2 separate regions of the Anser cygnoides genome follow, and region 1 is linked to region 2. The links are chromatin contacts, called in public Hi-C maps. All regions are on one chromosome and are shown on one strand. Each heading gives the region's core, a stretch centred on a gene start, on an enhancer-like site or on the middle of the called end of the contact. The rest is flanking DNA. Distances are from core to core; before and after follow the strand shown. Region 1 holds the start of PXK (PX domain containing serine/threonine kinase like). Region 2 overlaps PXK (PX domain containing serine/threonine kinase like).

Region 1 (3,685 bases), core at 136-2,635, 33 kb after region 2:
AGAACATTTAAGAGCATTCACCAGCTGCAAGGAACCAATAAAGGGATCAACAAGGCAGGAATGCTGTGCAAGGGGCAGAAGGAACACCCTCTCTCCACTTAAAACCAGCTTCCTACCGGCGTACCTGCTGCCGTAGTGCCTCTGGCCTTCTTTTTAGCCCAGCATCCCCGCTCTGAGCTAAAGGCAGGGATCAGAAGTGACAGCCCGCTCTCTCTCTGATTCTCTATCACAGTACTGCTTGCTCATACTGTAAGTAAGCCTAGTTTTTAAGGTGGAAAATAACTGCAGACAGGAGGTTATGAAATTTGGATTATTACTGCAAGCTCAAAGACAGCACAGTTCTCATGAAGGTGGCACGCACGTGTACCGCACATCCCAGAATTAACCCGTGACACAAAGTCCCAAGAGGGCTCGTTCTGCTGGGTGCCGCCGCTCCCTGTAACACAGAAAGCAAGCTTTGGGGACATCCCTGCAGCTCGGCGACCCCACTACAGTGGCACCAAGCAAAAGTAACTTCATCTCGGCTGCTGAGATGGGCCAGCGAGAACCCATCTCTGCTCCAAACGCGGTGATGGATCCCACGACAAGCAGAAATTACGGACGCTTATTTCTTGAGTCCTACGGCGCGAGGCCTCTCTCAGGGCAGATGCGAGCCCGAGGTAACACGAAGCCCACCGCCCGCCCCACGCAGCCACCGAGCTGCTGCAGGCAGAGGACCCATTTCACAGAAAGGACAGGCGGGGGAAGCAGCAGCAGCACCAGCAGCCCCCCTACCCCGCATCCCCACCGGAGGGGCTCCCCAGGGGGCTGCCCCCTCACCCCCCTGCGGTCCCAGGGCCCCCCCTCGGCCCCCCCACAGCTCCCAAGCCCGCCGGGCACCCCCTGCCCCGCCGCCCCCATCTCCCCGCGCCGCACGGGGCTCGCTCCCTGCCCACCCCGGAGGCTCCTCGGGCGGTCCCCGACCCCGCCGGGCCTGCTGCCGGGGAGCCGCCCGGCCCGGCCCCGCTCCCCCCCAGCTCCCTCTCGGCGCCCACCCCCGGTTACCCCGGCGCCTCTCGGGGTCCCCCCCCGGCGCCCCGGCTCCCTCCCGCCGCCCCCGCGGCCCTGCCCGCCGCCGCCGCTCACCGTGTGGGAGTGCAGGCTCTGGCTCGCCTCGATCTGCGCTGTCAGCGGCACCGTGTCGTCCAGCAGCACCTTGCCGGCCGGAGGCTTCTCCATGAAAGCCATGCCGCGGAGGGCAGCGGGGACCCGGCGCCGCCGCCGCCGCCGCCGCCAACCTGCTTCCCTTCCCGGCCAGCTCCCGGCGCTGTCAACACGGCAGCTCCGCGCCGCCCCGCCGGGCCTTAGCGCCGCCGCCCGCCCGCCCTGTGGCCGCCCGGCCGCCAGGGGGAGCCGCGAGCTCTGTCCGAGGCACGCAGCGGCGGCATGGCGCTCCTCCTCCGGCCGGGGCCGAGGGGCCGGCGGGCAGGCTCCCGCTGAGGTAACCTCCTGCTCCCGCTCCGCCGGCCGTCGCGGGCGGGCCGGGCTCGGCGCTTCGTCGAGCCGCGGCACGGCCCGCCCTCGGCTCGGCTACCACAGGCCGGCAGGAGGTGTTCCCCCAGGCGCTGCTGGGGCTCGCGGCTCCCTACCTTTTTCCTCGCCTTAGGCAAACTATCATGAGAAAATTGGGTAGGATTCGGTATCGTCTGCACGGTTTAGCGATTTTTAGTTAAGAGTATTTGCAAAATGTGAATGGAAGGCGGCAAAAGTGAATTCCACAGCCTAACTTTCCTTGTAGCAACATCCCAAATGTATTTCAATAGCACGTAGCAATCCCACTTGGAAACCTACTGCCCACATACCCTTTTGACTTATTACAGTGCATACAGAAATTAACCTCACTTCAAATGTTGTTAAGTATGTAAGACTACAGAGCTACAGTCTGTCACACACTTAGAACAGTTGGCACAAACAGCCTTGATCTCCCCTCTGCCGCTCCACGCTGACAGGAAAATGGCTGTGCGTTGTGATTAAGCAGTTAAATCTCAGCTTAGAACAGCAAGCTTGTTTGACTCTTCCCAAACTTCTCCTGCAGTTACCCTGGAGGTCAGATACAAATTTAATTATTGCCTCAACCTCCCGCCTACTGTCTCACCCTCAGATTTGATTCATTCTGGTAATAGGCATTAATGTAACTTCACAACTAGAGAAGCAGATGAACAAAAACGAGTGAGAAGTATATGCCTGATTCGAAACAGTGCTTTGAATAGCAAAAATATGTTATCAGGCAGTGACCTAAGGCAGAAAAAAAGAAGCAGGAAATGAATCAACTCACAGACAAAAGATAAGGAAAGCTCTCAGTACTGGTTCCTTGTTATGAACAGGCCAAGCCCTGTGCTTTGAAAGCAGCAGGCACATTTTAGTCAGCCTAAATGTTACAACCATTGTCACTTGCAGCTGCCCCTCCCTGTGATCCTGCCTCCTTTAACACCTGAGGTATGTTGTTGCATTAGGGTTGTATTTGACATCACACCTAGACAATATAGCTGTTTTACCAGTAGCCTTCATCACACTGTTTGAGGACAAACTTTCTTTTCATAGCAAACAACTTTTGAGATTATTTGTATCAATGCAGAATGCACTTCTGCTGCAGAGAAAAGGAGGGGGTAACATGCAGCCAGAAAATGAGCCACCAACTGAAAAAAGCCTGTACGTTTACTACTGATGGTCCTCATCATTCCTCATAAAGTATTTCAAGTGCTGCATCTTCAAGCTTTGTCAGAAAGACTGTGTTGTTTCTATCAAGGCTGGCTACTACTAATCGGCTGAGCTAAAGGCTTTATTAGCTAACACATCGCAAAAGAGCACTGCAGCATCAGCTAGAGGTTCAATACGGATTACATGAAGCAATCTTGCAGTACATGTGTATCAGTACCTTCACCTGTCTGTTTTGCTTGTTAAAAGCACAGAATTGTCCCTTTTCACCTGTTTGTTACCATATAACTATTTTGTGAAACAGTTGTAACGTGTTTTAACTGGGCTACTATGAAGTGCAGCCTTGATGAAAGGAACAGCCTCAATATAAGCTCCTACCCCTCTAGACTTTCCACTGTAGCACAGCTTGTCTGGAAGTGCCACGTCTGTAAGGCGTGTCTAGTTCCATTGGTTTCAGTGTGATGGTACACAGAAAAATTAAAAGCTGTAAGTCTCTTAATGCAGTTACCATCAGGATTGAGTTTGTGTATAGTCTTTGGAAGATCGTGAAGGTTTTCTGTTGCAAATGTACTGGATTAAGAGATGCCATGTAAACAGACAGTCAAAACCAAACATGTATTTTTGCCTTTACTGTGAAGTAGCTTAAGATCAACAGCTCTAACTTTCTGACACCATGACTTTCACCATCCCTTCCATAACAGTCTTTCCACTTCCTTTGACTTTACAGGATACTGAGATGTGTGCAACAGAGGTCTTCAGTCGTTTAACTTCCGCTGCAGCTATGACTTCTTCTCCAATATACAAAGGAGCTGGAAATCGAATCTCCTGAGAAAGAAATACACAACCTTGACCAGGCATTTTAGTACCCAAAACTGCAGAAATAAGTCCATTGATCAAAACTCCATGTACAATAGTTCTCCCAAACCTAGATTTCCTTGCAAAATCTTCATCTAAATGCAAAGGGTTTGTGTCACCTGTTAAATCAGAAAAA
Region 2 (3,621 bases), core at 450-2,949:
GCATGGCAACGCAATCCACAGTGTAGTGCTGCTGCTCAAGGAAAGCTGAAAGAGGGGTAAAACGGAGTTACAGTGTGGTTAGCCGCTCTATGCTGGTGAATGTCGCCACGCAGACGGGCCTTGTTCCGAGACAGCACAGGAAGGGGAAGGGGAATTCAATCCTGCTGTAACCGGTAGCCTCAGCTGATCCTGGGAGCACTGTAGTCACACGTCTGTGTTTTCTTCAGAGTTCCTTTCTGAAAGTTTTGAATGGAGCTGAGTAAAGCTCCTCGGCTTGCACTGACGGCGGGCTGAGGGCTCGGCTGCATTGGCACCTCTGTACTTGGAGGAGGAGCTGCTGGTGGCAGGGGCGGCGGTGGCGGTGCTGGGGGTGTCGACGATGCTCCTGTTGAGTTGAGGAGAGAAAATGTCGTTTGAGTATGCCAAGGAGGTCCTGCCGCAGAGTGCTGTGGCTGTGTAGCCAGACTAGGTCAGTCCTGCACTAGTCACATCATCCCTTGAAAGCAAGTGCAGTGTGAAGAACAGAACGGGTGAAAAATGCCAAAGTGATCAAATCCCTCTATCTGCAGGTGAGTCGTCTCACCTGAGACACCTCTGAAAAGAAGCCTGAAGTGCCTCAGTACTCAAGGATGCAAAACATGACTCAAATGTGATCTCGCACTGAGGGAAACAGAGATAATTAACAGGGCTCCCCAGGCTCAGCTTCTATTGTGTGTCCCCAGTGAAGCAGTTTGCTCTTTGGGTCACAAACAGTACCAAATACTGGGAGCAAATCTTACTAACTTCATATTTACATGACTAACGTTACACACGTGGACCACACTGCTGTAGTATTTGTGACGATTGGTCAGGTTATATTTATTTTTTAGATGACTAACTGCAGATAGAGGTTTTATGAAAATGTTTTACACTTTCACTGTCAGACCATCCAACCATGGAGAAACAAGCAAATGCTTGTTTCAGAGGCCAAATGAATCACAACAATCTGCCACTCACACCACTTGCCTTCTGCCTGTACCCCCACCTTACAGTCTGGCCCTTGCTTTTGACCCCAGTCACATCCCTCTCGTGTTGTCTCATCGTGCTTCAAGCTCCGTGGCCTGACAACTTGCAGGGAGAGGGCTGGGAAGCCAGAGACCAGAGCTCTGCATGCAGGCATCTAACCCATCAGTGAGGATCCTGGCAGCTCAGATCCAAGCAGATGGCCTGACTTGCCCCAAGCTGCTCTCCTGAACCCCCTGCTCTTGTGCAACTCAGCTGCTGCACATTACACCGTAATTTCTACACAAGTAATCAAAGATAAACGGCAGGAGTAAGAGCAAAGGCCAGAGGTGACCCTGTGGTGTTCCACAAGACAACCACGTGAAGGTGGCATTTGCAGCACATCCCAAGCTGTATGGGAACGATGGGCCTGTCTTCTCCTATATTCTGGAATGAGGAGGGGCATACGGCTTAAGATTTTAGGATTACTGAATGATGAACTTTAACTCCATTGTCTAGTTCATGAGTTACTCCAAAATATGGCTAGAGAGACAAATGACATCTATAGCCAACACCTGGTTTTGGTAACTAACCTGCAAAGAGGAATATGCCAGTAAGCCGCAAGAACTATGATACTTTCGGACAAAAGAGCAAACAACCTGAGGCCAGAGAAGAGATTATGGTTTCTGAAGTAGGAATGCTTGCTATGAAGTAAATAAATACCAAGAAGTTAATGGAAATTGTGTGACATGGATTCAAGAAGTACTCAAAAAGATAAAGCTCAGCCGCAGAAAGCAAAAAAAGGTGTCAAGATGCTCTCTGGGCTCTGCTTCCCTCTCAGTTTCTCACTAATGCTTGCTCTCAGACTAACAGGCAATAGTAAAAAAAAGAAGCTGCTGTAATAAAGTAGTTGTATTAGATGAAAGTCATAACTCAAAGCTCCTTCATTTTCAATTTGTACCAGTCTTTAAGAGAGAGTTTTACCATATGGTACCAAGCGCAAAATAACGAGTATTTACACAAAGCATTCTATTTTGCCAATGAACATTAATACACGCTACGATTACAGCACTTCAGACTCACAGAAGAAATTCTCATTGGCATGAAAACCCTTCTCTGTGACAAGAAAAGGGAAGTCTATCGGGCTCTTGTTTTCACACTCCTCCCTTTCAGAAGTAATATTCAAGTCTTAGTAGAAATACCAGAGATCAACTGGAACAATTTAACATGCCCGTTGCATGTGGATCAACTACTCTCTTAAGTAATCAGAACATTGCACAATGTTAGCATGAACCGAAATAGCAAATTGCATATTGATGCCTCGAGGTCATCTAAATATCCAAACCTGTGTTTTTACAGTAGCCAAAGATGTAAGACAATTTGTTTTTAGAAACACTGGAAAATCATCCCCTAGGCTAGTGTCCTGGTTCTCATGTCTCTGTATACAGACTGACAGCATAGCACAGCAAAGCAAAACTTGACAATTTGCCACAGGAAGAACAAGACCAAGAACAGTTAAAGTAATCACTTTCGAGGTTGAACAGAAAGGACTGGCGTCCCAACGCTAGCATCAAACTTGGGATCAGATTAACAGCTGTGAAAGAGCCAAGAACAGCTCATCACAAAGGAGATGGCCTTGGTTAAAGGTTGGACCAGATGCTCTTAGAGGTCTTTTGCAACCTAAACGATTCTATGAAAGAGATACAAGAGTTGTAGAGAACAAAGACAAGATTTTTAGCTGGAACAGCAAGATGAGATCAAAGAGGTTACGCAAGTAGTTGTACAAGACACAACAGGGAATGATCATGAGATCAGCGGCAAGGGCTCTGTGGAATACAAATACTAATATATTCAGCAAAAGGTGGTACACATTTGACAAAGGTAAAAAGCCACTATATAGGAATTATTAGGCCAAGTTTCCATGTGTTACCTTCGAATTTTGGTCTGGCTATTTTAGAATTGTGTCATAAAGGAGAGGGAAGTAGAGGGAGAGGCCACCTTTCTTCCTGGAAGTGCATTAAGTTCCTCAGGACTAAATATTCTTGAAATATTTACAACATCACACAGTTGAAAGAAACTCTTATGAGATCTTACACCCTATCTCTGCCTTAAAACTCAAAAACACGCAGGTTTTAAGATGGTATCTGACTAGCTATGACTATTACATATTGAACCTGTTAATGAAGAGTGTGATTCTGAAAATCCTTCAAATCCATTCATTTCAATTAGTCACACTGTCCTTCCCTTCTGGACATGAGTGGTGCAAAGGAAATCTTAGTTGACTCCAGTGTACTTGCACACAGCTGCATCTACTGATAAAATTGTTCTGCCCAACAATGAAGTATTTTCCCATATTTACCAGGAAAAATATTTCAGACAAGTGCTCAATTATCACTAGCCCTTTCCAATACATATGTTGGAAGGAGTTGCCTGCAAACACACATTTACTCATTTACACAGTTATAAGAATAAAACACTCAAACAAGAACTTACCAAGGGTTTTTTTACAGGGACATTTTTGTTAAGAGAGTGTGTTAAAAGGAATAGGAAGTAAATCAGATGCTGTAAACTTGATGCCTGAATTGAAACAAAAACTTAATTATGAATTTAAAGTGACAGTAATTGTGCAAATAGCATTAA

The links. Hi-C and Micro-C count contacts between places; a contact is called where the count stands out from the background.
Region 1: a Hi-C map of liver shows a contact between it and region 2, with 1.7 times the contacts expected there. The contact joins the promoter of PXK here to the enhancer-like site in region 2. A contact is called at or near these places in 2 of 7 Hi-C or Micro-C datasets (both in liver).

Annotation. Positions count from the first base shown.
Region 1 is chr10:11,618,515-11,622,199 of Taihu_goose_T2T_genome, forward strand. It overlaps PXK (PX domain containing serine/threonine kinase like), which reads right to left and starts at 1,386. Exons shown (of 18, transcript XM_048072246.2): 1 at 1,126-1,386. The coding sequence starts at 1,227. HTD2 (hydroxyacyl-thioester dehydratase type 2) reads right to left here. Exons shown (of 1, transcript XM_048072389.2): 1 at 2,801-3,685. The coding sequence ends at 3,352.
Region 2 is chr10:11,584,787-11,588,407 of Taihu_goose_T2T_genome, forward strand. PXK (PX domain containing serine/threonine kinase like) reads right to left here. Exons shown (of 18, transcript XM_048072246.2): 18 at 1-385. The coding sequence ends at 180. Among named protein-coding and RNA genes, the nearest start is that of PDHB, 7.6 kb to the left of the region's middle. Within about 2 kb of position 1,700, at least 1 of the 3 cell types and tissues checked has open chromatin away from gene starts, as enhancers often do. A contact at or near this core is called in liver, where this site is marked.